Linked DNA regions of Columba livia: region 2 is linked to region 1. A link is a contact called in public Hi-C data. All regions are on one chromosome and are shown on one strand. The core of a region is the stretch at or near the end of the contact, and the rest is flanking DNA. Distances in the headings are between cores, read along the strand shown.

Region 1 (5,970 bases), core at 2,375-4,874:
GGAAGAAGGATTTAAACAACGAGATAGAGATAAAATGTTTCTTTATGCACCCTGTTGAAATGGTGCTGTCACGGAAAGCTGCCACCTGAAGCCGCATTAACATGACAGGCACTGGAGATAAGGTGAATATACTCACTCCAAAGCTACCAATAGGATTTTCTTTGGAAAGGTTGTTTTTTCTGCAGCATCAGCCATTTCTTTAATCTCGGAAAGCTTACAAATACAAGCTGTGGTAGGTTTATCTACAGTGAGATTTTTCCTAGTGCCCCAAGCACAAGAATACAGGTGATGGTTCTGACACCTGGTCTCGTCCTGCAGTGATATCTGCAGGAATTCACTCATGAGTTTATCAGCAGGTTGCCTAGAAAAAGTGTGATGCAGGAACCTCTGAATTCCTGATGGGAAATGGTTATGAATCAGTAAATTTGGCAAATGCTAAGTGAGCAAGAAGGCAGGTAGTCGGATGTTGGTGCACATCATCTTTAACAGCTTCTGCTGCTGGAATGTTAGGAAGAATCCAAACCTACAGATGTTTTAGAAAGGCACAGAGGTTAAGCCCCGTCCTATGAAGTCCCTGGAATAACCTTAGTTCTTATATCAGGTCAGATGAATTCCGAGAGCGGTAGTATTTTCAGCATTTGAAACTAGATAAGGTACCGTCCCACAGATTGTGAAGGTAATAAAGGCTTTTTAATGAGACCTCAATATATCACTCTGTTAAATCTGGGGCATGAGAGAGGAGAAAACTATTTTTAAATGCAATTTATAAAAGCGTGTAGAGATTAGTAAATTGTAACAGTTTAAAGAAAGATTTCGCTGTCCTTAATGTGGGGTTTGTTTCTTATTCTTTGTACAGCACTTAACCCAGTGCTGCCCCAGATCTTCCTTGTGGCTTCTTCAGGGTGCCGTTTGTCACAAAGATAAGGATGGCACAGAAACGGGATTTTGGATGGCGTGGACAATGCAGGCGTTGATATGATACAAACGTTCCATACAGCACACCAAGGCTGTAATAATATTTTGAGCAAAACAGTTCTGGTCTGGCATTGCACCAGTAACCTATATTTCATTTTCAGTTCACATCACATGTTTTCCCTGTTATTGCTGCATGAATCAAGTATTTTTCTTCCCTTGTAAGCTTTTGGCAAGACATTGTTTGGTGGCGTATGGTTCTTGTGCCTGCTCTCCCGCTTGGTTCGAGTCGTTTCTGTTTCACCGGCAAACTCCTGTGAAGCTGGTCCCCGGGAATCTCTGAAAATTAGGGCAATCCCTTAATTGGCACATTGGCTTCTATTTGGGTTTGCCAATTAAATGAGTTCAATTAAACAGAACGGATACCGTATTTTTGGCAGTAAGTATTAATTTATAGCAATCATTTAATTTCCATTGGCGATGCTATAGAAGCAATTGTTTCTGGTTGCACTTAGAGTATATGCAGTCTTGCGGTGTAGTGTTGATCCAGGAGAAAAGAATGGCATTTTCTAAATTTTTGTTTATATGCAACATTTAGTAAAGAAGGAAGGATTTAGAATTTGCTGAGGCTGGATGAGTAAAGTTTGTTTTCCGTCATGATCACCAGTTTTAATGCATCCTGATTTTGCATTTTATCTGTCTATTGCAGAGTGAATCCAATGCACATCAGTAAATACAGTCATGTTTGGGTCGTGTATTTACATGCCACCACTAGTATTTCTTCTTTTATGGTCCTAGGGGGTAACAGCAATTAAAAAGATAGAGGTGGCACTGGAGTTTAATGGCTAATTTTTTGAACTCTCCCAGTAGCCCTCTGCCAAATGACGTAAGTGTAGGTAGGCATAAAAATGCATTAATGTACATTAGGCACTTAAGCCTGGGTTTACTGAGGCATTAGGGAGCCTGAGTGTGTCTGTTTATCACACTGTGAGTAAACCACTGGGTTGTGCTCTCTGTAGTAGCTGTGTGGCAATGAAGGCCACATAACATTGTTATTGCCATAACCACTGGCTGGCCAGGGGGCTCACCAAGGTGGGATTTCCTCGTTGATGACTGAATTAATCTCTGTTGTTGTTTGTGTGATGAGATATTGCTCTCTACCATAACAACGCAAAGCTCCACTTGTCCTTTTATGCCTAAGCCATGGTTAGGATCACCTCATCCCTCTGTGAAACAATGGGCTGTAGAAACTGCATCAAACAAGGGGCTGGGATTTTTGGAGTCTCTTTTTTTAAGCCAACAAGGACCTGGAATTGAAGTATTGTGCTCATTGACTCTTCTATTTTCTCTGGCTTTTTTCTACAGTTCATTTTACAGAAGAAGGACTCTAACCCTGGCTGCCTTTCCCACGCGTATTGTATGTGGGATTTTTGTTCCTAAAGTACATTCCTTCGCCAGTGTGCTATTATGCGAGGCTGTGTACTGTACTGCTGAGAGCTTTGGGAATGGTAATAAGGATCTCACTGCTGCTTCGCTATAGCCATGGCAAGGCCGAACGTAAAGCTGGCAGGTAGTTATCATGCTAATGTCGTCCTCAGGAGCTAACCATTCCGTTTTGCTTGTCGCATCCCTTTTTGTCTCTAAAACCAGTGAGAGCTATGAAAGAAAATACAAGCATGGGACAGTTTTGCTGGAAGTTCACTGTCCTTTGGGTACATTTGATTCATCTGCAGAGGATCAGTTCAAGTCTTTAAGCCTCGCTTAGGAAATCTTCGCGTGACATAAAATCAACCTGCTTTACAGAGGTGAATTTTGGTCACAATGCCCGTGTAGGTTCAAACAGCTGCCAAGCTGCTTGGTCTATGTCTCAGCTCTCACTTACCAAATGAGTTGTTTCACATGTGAGCCGGAGATGGTTTTACCCGTGGATCTGTGAGCCAGTGAACTTTATCTGAAAACACAGGAGATGAATAGTTAAGAATTTGCGTTTTGTTCTTTCCAGGCTGATCCTCTAAACTATGGTAAATGGATGCCCTGGACTAATGCTGAGTCTCAGGAATGAGAGGTTTCCCTTCATTTGCCAGCTCATGGCAGTGCTTAAAAGTGTTTTTTTTTTTTTTCCTTTTTCTTATTTTTCCCCACTTTGGAGTGGAAAAGCTGGGAGTAGAAAACACACATCCTGTGTGGTCTTTTGAAAGAGGAGAATTCCCTGTTAACCATGGCATGCAGTAAGCACTGGCTAGAACAATTGAACATTGACAGGGAATATGGAAAATGGAATTAAAAGTCCTCAACTCAAAAAATGATACACATGAAAGTATCTTTATTGAATGCAGATTTCTTGGACATGTGATTAGGAGTGTGCGTAGCCCAGAGTTTTCCTACTGGAAGCACTTGTCGTTTTTTTCACTGCCTTTCGTCTATCACATTTCTCATTTACTGTGAGGTTTTACAGGCATCTCGCTGGGTAACTGTTTCCCTGCATTCCCAAGTCCCTGAGCTGGGAGCTAAATCTAAAAAGTCAGCACTACTTCTAATAACCCCAGCAGTCCTGGCCTTGAGCTATGCCTGCACTTAAGCCAGTCCTACAGCTGTCCTCTGCCACGTCACAAGGGATAGTTCTTTTATCTTCGCAACAAGGATCAGGTTAAGGAGCTACGTGATGACTCAAATTTAAAAATATATATAAAAATTCAACTGTTTCTCGTTCTGAAAACCACCTTTGTGCTTTTCTGTTGGATCTCAAAGGTGTTTTTTTGCATTGGATTGCTGTAATGAGAGCGAGCTAGACCCTTGTCCTCTCGTGGGTAGGATTGATCTGATGCCTGCTCCTTGCTGCGTGAGGGTGTAGAGATGGGCGCACAGGCCCCTTGGGCATGAGAACAGGAGCCTGTCCTTGGTTTGCAGCGTTGCTGGCACTGGAGGTGGTTGTTAGACGTGCCAGTGCTGCGCTCTGCCGCTCAGACCCTGAACAGCACCGGGTGCTCGTTCTTCAGAAAGTCAATTGGGAAATGCACAGCTGGAGGGAGGGTGTTTGTTTGCCTTTAGTAAAGCTTCTGTAGTATAACAAGCAGATATTTTTGTTTAAGCTGCGACTGTCAGCCCCAGCTACATAAACCAGATACTATTGCTTCTGCATTTTAAATATGGCCCAGTATCACAAGCGGCTCTGAGAAATGTAGCTGAAATGTATTGAAGGGACATAAACATCCTGTATGAAAAGTACTTGGAAAACTCATTTGCATCCACTAAATGAATCAATGGAAAGTGGGATTACAAAGAACTTGGCAAATATTTGCGTTTCCATCACGTTGTCACTGTGCCTCTGACATTTTGGGATGAACGTTGCACCTTCATCGATGACTGTACATTCCTTAAAGAAGTGGCCCAGTTATGGTCTTCCTGTGCTCAGGTACATTTTAATCCTTTTCAGGATATTGCTTGGGGAGATAAATGCTGCAGAGTCGGGAACCTTTCACTTGGAGCTATTTGTAGCAGTTTGGACACGGTGACTTTCAGTTTAGTGGAAGCATTTTTCCTTTGCTTTGCTGATTTATTTATTGTGGAGAACCAGGATAGTTGCTACAGCACATAAAGTGAGAGTAGAGCTTTGTCTCCCTGGGGCGTGTTAGTGGCTGTGAAGTATGAAGCCAAGATGAACCATATTTATTCTTTCCTCATGCTTCAGGCTGAGTTTTGAGCAGTGATTGGTAGAAGCAGGATGGTGCTAATGGAGATCCCATCTTCTGCCTCGCAGTGATTTGTAGGACAGGTTCTCGATAGCGTTGCGAAGTAAGATTTGCCAAGAAGTGGATGTTGACCCAGCTTTGTGTAGCTGGTTGGTACCCAAGAGCAGAAACACCAACGTCAGATCTCAAATGGCATAGACTGGCCGCTCCAGTTCATCCTCTTAATGGCACAGTAACAACTTCTACTGAAACAACGTTCCCGTTTGCTGCTGTTCTTCAGTGAAAAAGTAAAACTCTAGCAAAGCTTGGTTTCTTTGGAGAGCTCCATGAGGTTTTACCATTTTTTTTTCCCCCTCTCTTTTTTCCCCTCCAAGAAAATGAAGGGAAAATGAAAATGATGTAAAGAAAAGACTGTCATGGAAACCAACAAGCATTTTGAGTCAGCTCTGCTGTTTTTAGAAACAAGGCCATGTGCTGAAAGAATCCAGAGCAATCTGGTCCCTCCAAACTGGCTTTGCCGAGAGACTGATGGTAGGAAGATGCATAAATGTTGTTGCCTAACAGTTACTCTTGCTTTGTGTCAAGCTTGGATAAAAGTACCTTTTCTCCTCAGGGATTTTACAGTAGTATTATGGAAAACCAGTTAAGTGGGTATGGGATTCTTGGAGGTTGATGGGAGTCCACCCTTTCTTCTCTTGTAGTGCATCCCAGTGTAATTCTGCGGCAGCAGGAGAGCTGTGGGGTTTGCGTAGGTTCCACATTCTCCACTATTGAGTATATCAGGGTGGAAACTTTATCACATCATGTTCACTGGACTGTTTTCTTCAATTTTACATGTATTTTCAAACTGTGTTACATTTCTGGATGTCAGGGAGACAGGTTGACATGTTTTCTGATAAATACAATAAGACTTTTTAGGAGAAAATCCTTTCACATTATGCAGTGGAGTTCTTAGCTATAAATTATTTATGACTAAGGTTTTGTGTGCTAGAGAGTGCAAAGCTCAAGTTTTCCAAATGATGTCTATAAAAAGGCCAAAAATTTCAAACTTGCACGCTTAAAGCTGGACACCCCAATTCCCAAGCAACACGTGAAAACTGCACAAGTGATGTAGCATCTTCAGGGATCCCCTGATACCCACCGAGCAAACGGCCGTGATGGTTTAATAATGGAATGACCGACCATCAAGACTGTCAGCGTAGGAGAACTGAGGATCCTGCTGAAGTCAATTGACTGTGTTCTGCATCGAGTCCTAATTTGTTTGTGAACTTTTGGACCAAAGCAGATTGATGCAGCAGTGCCATTGAGCTGTGAAAATGGGACTACAGAATTTGCATAAACAGATTTGCTGTGTGCAATTACTGGGCTT
Region 2 (5,970 bases), core at 2,492-4,991, 79 kb before region 1:
AAGGGAATGAGCCTGGGATGAGTTTTTCATGCTTGATTTAGAAACCAATTCTAGGTCTCTCCTTTCTTCTGCTCCTAAGTCACTACCAGCCTTATACTCTAAGGAATATCAGGAGTATCTTGCATATCCATATTCCTGGATAGTTCTTCATCAGAGACATGAATAGGCTCATGAATCACACCCATGTGTCTCAGAGTCTAAAAGTCTTCAACTCTGTCCACAGGTTGTTCATCAGCTCTCTTTGATTTCCATTGAAGCATAAGTTTCCTAAAACCGCTGTAAAACTGTGGATGGGCACAGTGTGATGTACAGTTTGTGTGGAATGGGACAGTTTGAAGCAATACATTTGCAGCTAAAAAACCCAAACCATTACAGCTGATTTATTGTAAGTGAAACTGCACTCTTCTGTTACAGCAGTATAACTGTGTTTCTAAACAAATGTACATAGGCAGGGCTACATACCATTCACTTTCTCCAGTATAACCCACATAATCTGAATGCTAGCCCAGCCTTGTTTTCCCATTATTCAAATCACCCTCCCCACTAAGCAACAGCAATGCATTGATAGAGTTAAAGCAAGTACCATAAAGTTATCCAGATGGTGCAATGCAGATGTCCTTGATCTGCTCTGGCTGGTGATTTTGGGGTGAAACAGCATCTTCAGGAAAGCATCCATAAAGCCTTCATTCGATGAAACGGAGGATTCACCCATCTGCTGAGCTGTGCCACTATAAAATGAAAGTTTTACATCTGACTTGAATGCGTTCATCGTTCGCATCTAAGCGCTGATTTAATAAGACTGTTTGCATTTGATTTCTAACGTTACAACTTCTACTAATTATTTTGGCTTTAATGCATTTACAAAAGTTTATTTAAAAAGAATATACATATAATTTTGCAAACTCTTAGAGCAGGGTGAATCACCTATAAAACATACACTCATCACTTGAAAGGCATTTTAAAATGTCCAGCCTGGAGCCAGCAAAGGTGCTTCTGCCCTGCCGGGGTTGCCAGCAGCTCACGTGCCAGCCGGGACAGGCTGAGCCGAGCTGCCCAACTAAAACCAGGCTTGCAATTTGCCTTTGTGAGAGAAGACCAGCAGATGGCAATGCTCCTGAGCAGAGCCAGCGCACAAGCACAACCTCTTGCTTCTGCAACATGAGACAAGAGCATTATGGCAAGACAAGGAAACCTGGGAAAATAAGACAAAAATGTCCCTGAGCTTTGCTGAAGAATTCAGGCTGAACTTCCCTACCATAATGGGCAAAATCACCACTGCGTGCCCTCTTCTACCTAGCATTTGTCCATCTTTCCCACTCTTATTACTATTACAGCTATTTTTATTTTGGAAAGCAATAGCTACTTTCAATAGGATGGCACCCAGCTGGATGAGCACCACTTGTGCTGGATGCTGAATCACCGTGCAATTAAAAAACCTGTCCCTTTCACCAAGATTTTACAATCTAATGTAATTCTGTTTCTCCGGGGCACATCCACAGGCAATAGAACACTTTTCCTGCCCTACCAGCTCCTGTGCCGAAGTCAGAGATAATACAGTTAGGTAAAACTGCCCGCCTGTTTCATACCAGATGGTTTGCATAGTACAGTGAAGTGGCTTGAACAAGCATGAAAATCACTTCTTCTGTTACTCTCCGTCCTTCCTGTATTTTCCCATATCATTATATTTATTACTTTAAAAATACTAAAATATAAACCAATCTCATCCTGGAAGTGTTCATACCGGGAAGGACAAAAGGTGGCTTTTAATGACGCTGGGACTGAGTGCATCAACCATCATTTTGAACACAAATCAAATGTGCAAAGCTTAGCAAAGCAATCTCTTAAAACCCAGCTCCGGGAGGGGGATGGAGAGGTTGTATTTTCCTAAAGATGGGGAAACTGAGAAATGCTTGCAGTCAGCGCCCAAAGAGCCTTCTTGCTCCCAAGTTTGGGGTTTCTATAGCTGAACCACTATGAAATATTCATCAGGAATGAACAAGAGCTGGGATGGAGCTGGAAGGAACAGCAGGGGGAGGTATCAGGCCAGACATGAGAATAACCAAGAGAAATTCCCTGCCCTGTGCCCTCAGACAAGATAATCTGGATGGTTCCTTTGGGTCTGCATGGCTCCCTCTTCCACCATGGGAGACAGCAGGCCCTGAAGTTATAGTGCATAGGGAAAAATACAGTTTTACCAGCAACAGACAGAGACAATCCTTCATGCCCTGGTCAGCTGCACAGCTGTGCACATCTGTGAGCTCTGGAAAGGACACAGTTACTGGAGGGACACGTGAAAGGCTTTGTCCTTTGAGTGTACCTTTGAATGCTGCTGACCTCATCCCCACCACGTGAGTGTAAAATGAAAAGACAGAGATGCCACATGCATCCCTGGAAGAGGATGTAGCTCACCCTCCCAGTGCACGGGTGCTCTCGACAACCAGAGGTCCTGAAGAACACATCTGGAATCACTTACAGCAGCATCTGGAAGCTGTCATGAGCTGCAATGAGACACAGTTGTCTAATTATTCCGGGTCCACATCCTTTGCCACTGTGAAGCTGTCAGTGGCCATTCAGCCCCTCGGCACAGATCCCAGCACACCATCCATCCCTCACATACTACACTTGTGATGGTACAAGAAGCATCAGCTTTATCTTCAGTCCTGCCCCCACGGCACCCAGCACAAGCAAACAACTATGGGAAGTTCACTGGTATAGCAAGAGGACTGAAATAAAAAGGAAAAAAATCTTAAATAGTCAAAGAGCCTAGAACAATAGTGCTCTAATATTCCTAGTTTATCTCACCACCAGACACAAATGAGGATTTCATTTCACAGCATCAATCTGTTCTTTCATGAGAAGTCCACCAAGAAATCTATTTGCAGCAGCTGCGTGGTTAACATTATCTTATGAGATATCCTGGAAGGAAAAAGAAGTATGAAAGTACCCAGGAGAGACTATCATTATAATCTCAGTACCTCATGCTCTCTTACCAATATAGGATAGTTTTTTAATGGAAGCTGCTCCTTTTTGTTTCCCTGTCTCTTTACCAGCATCTTTGCTTGCTCCTAGAAGTGAAGGGATTAAGCAGACTGTACTGTGCATTTTACTCGTCGCATAAAGCGACAGAGGCTAAGGATTTTTGCTCATTATTCTGAACTTCAAGGCTGAACTTCCTCTGGAACCGTTTGCATCTTCCCTTTCCGCCTCCAGCAATGCCCCTGAGGTCAGTGTCCTGACCCAGGACGGATGGGATTAGAGCAGGAGGGAGGCTGATGCCTACGCTCAGTCAACTCTTTCAGAGCGGGATGGTGCTCCCTGTGCTAACAGGAAGCAGAGAAACGTGAGAAAAAATTGAATAAAAATAATAGAAACCAAAGAGGAATGTGGAGAAGCTCTGGGGAGAAGAGGAAACATGAAAATACGTGGGATATAAAAGGCCAGAGTGCACTCATGCAATAGTGGCTCCAGGGGCACAAATGAGACGTATAGAAAACGCAAAGGAGCGAGAGAGAAATTGTTAAACCAGGACCAAATTCCAAAGGATCCATCTAAGAGTTCAGCTCACGCTGCAATAAACAGCCAGATGGCTGCGTATCCCAGAGAGAGCTGCTGGGAAAGGAAATGGAGAGGGAAAGAGGGGGAGAGCAGGGTCACACACAACTCTTCCATTCCCAGTGCAAGAGGAAAGGGAAGCGCGGATTAAGTGAGGTCCTCACTGCCCCAGCTCTGGCCAAGCCGGCACAGGAGGCAGAAGAAGCCAAGGAATGTCTTTGAACCTCGCGTGCTCACAAATTCTTCTTGCTGTCTTCCCTTCTCGTTCTCTCCCCTCATGTCAGCCCCCTCTTTTCTTACTTGCAGACCACCCCTCTCTGTGTTTCCGACAGTCTCTGCAGTTTTTCAGAGGCCCAGAGCAAGGGCTGGTTTATCGCACCCTAAGCCATGTGTCACGGTCTCACGTCCTCTCTTGGTGCTCCGGAGTCCTTCGCAGGTCACGGTCAAACAGAAGGGAGGCAGTGAGACAAGTCTTTACTCTTACAAAAAGTGCTCTGACAACCCCAAAAGGTTCACGGGATCTCCTGGATTCATCTTCCTTGGGAAAAAAAGGAAAAATCAAAGACTCTACTAAATAAAGTCGTACGGGCTGGGCTTCCCACAGCAGGACAGTTCTGGGAAATACTGTGAATTTAGGATTCTATCCATTAGCTCAAAATCAGGACCTCATCTTGTAGTTCTTGAGACTCTCAGGATTCATTATGTGATCTTGAATATGTCATCTGCCCTTTCTGTGTCTCTGTTTCACCGGTTGTGAAACAAGGAAGAATGCTGACCCCCAAGATTCTGTGTGGAAAACATGAAACCAGTTTAAAGAAACATTATTGGGTGAATCAGCTGCTCTTAGTGTCTTCTCTAAGATTTTAAAAGCTTTGGTCCTTGAAGCAGCTGTGAAAGTAAGCAACATCAGGGAATTTCAAAGCAGGAGGGTTTTGCTGTTTGTTTTTTTCCTGGGCTCTTTTTCTGGCTTGAGCTGTAGGTGTTATGCGCTGAATACGGATCCTTTCATCCTGTTCAGCTGGGATGCACCACAGACAAGCTCACACCGAAGGCAAGAGAGATGAGAGAGTGTTCTTTACACATCACTTAGCCCTTCACAGCCAGCCCAGACCCTGCAAAAGGGAAGGCAAAATCAGAACGACCTGGTGCCTCAAAACAGAGGCAAACACAAAAAAACCCAACCCAAAAACCCACCCACCACTGTATTACGTATGAGCAAAGGGAGACTGCTGTTTAAGAGAGGGAGACATGAGAAGCAGGCTGCAGATGACACTCCCTCCATCACCCATGAGAGGTTAATATACCAGGCTGATTTATCCAAGCTTTTCTAAAAAAAGTTATATTCAGGAAAGGAAAAAAAGACTGGTTTTGCCTTTTTTCCTCTTTGTTCTGTAGGCTGCCTGCTTTAGGTGAAGAGGGTATTCTTTATTCTAAGCTTGTTGGTAAATTATTTTCCCTTTTACACGTCTACGCTTAGAAGCGGATTGAAGTCTGCTGTTAGGAAGATGTTGGTACTGCGTCTGTCCCTGGGTGCAGCACTTGGAGAAATCAGCATTTTTAGAGCCGGCTGCTTTCATCTTTGCTTTGAATCTGCTTTAGAACCTGCTGACTAAGCAGCAAAAATAAAGAGAGTGGTAGGGGGGGCTGCCTGAGGCAGGAGGAAGACAACAGCCAACCCTAACACCTTGTTAAAGGATCTCTTTTATACCGAGACTGCTAATAGTATTGCAGATGGTTTTACCATCACGTCAATCCCATGAACAGCAGCTGAATATTAAGAGAAAGAATAGTTTCGTGGATAAAATAGTAAACCAGATAGCGCAATTTTTTTTAAATTGCTATGTGATAACTCATCCATAGAAAAACAATTTGCCATTCTGTCTTTTGTGTCTTTTATTTTTGTCTTATTTCTGCCTTTTGAAGATGTGTGCTCTCTTGGTTTCTCACATGCACCCCCCAGCACCTACCCATCTTCCCCACCACAATGGGGAAAATATATATATATATATATATATAAAATCAGTGGCGTGGGCTGAATCCTGGAACACAAAGCTTGGCCGGGACTGTATCATTTCCACTCAGCAGACGGGCAGATCGCTTCTGGCACCTCCAAGAGCAAGAGGCCTGTTTTACTGACTGGCTCAGATTCCAGATCCCCAGCGCAATAGAAATTGAAAGGCACTGTCCAGAAAGATTTAATGAAATAGTTTTTCACCCACAACGATGGGCAGCGAGCCATTCTCCCTCTGCCGAGCAGCATACCTTGGTGATCAGAGTCCCAGAAAGCCAGAACACAGAAAGGAGAATAATTCTTCTGAGTCAAAACAATTACAGCACAGGAAATGGTGCATTTCTGGGCTGTAGCAGTAACCAAGACAAATGTACTTCTCTCTGTCTGCCACAGCACTGGCAATATTT

Evidence for each region. A called contact is a pair of places that touch in the nucleus more often than the background predicts.
Region 2: a contact with region 1 is called in a Hi-C map of crop, with 6 times the contacts expected there. The contact joins two enhancer-like sites. A contact is called at or near these places in 2 of 2 Hi-C or Micro-C datasets (crop and liver).

Annotation. Positions count from the first base shown.
Region 1 is chr24:3,028,080-3,034,049 of bColLiv1.pat.W.v2, reverse strand. All of the region lies in intron 2 of ARHGAP32 (Rho GTPase activating protein 32), which reads left to right. Among named protein-coding and RNA genes, the nearest start is that of ARHGAP32, 62 kb to the left of the region's middle. Within about 2 kb of position 3,624, at least 1 of the 3 cell types and tissues checked has an H3K27ac peak away from gene starts, as active enhancers do.
Region 2 is chr24:3,106,767-3,112,736 of bColLiv1.pat.W.v2, reverse strand. LOC110364501 (a long non-coding RNA gene) reads right to left here. Exons shown (of 7, transcript XR_010467901.1): 5 at 2,410-4,664; 6 at 584-728. Among named protein-coding and RNA genes, the nearest start is that of BARX2, 14 kb to the left of the region's middle. Within about 2 kb of position 3,741, at least 2 of the 3 cell types and tissues checked have an H3K27ac peak away from gene starts, as active enhancers do.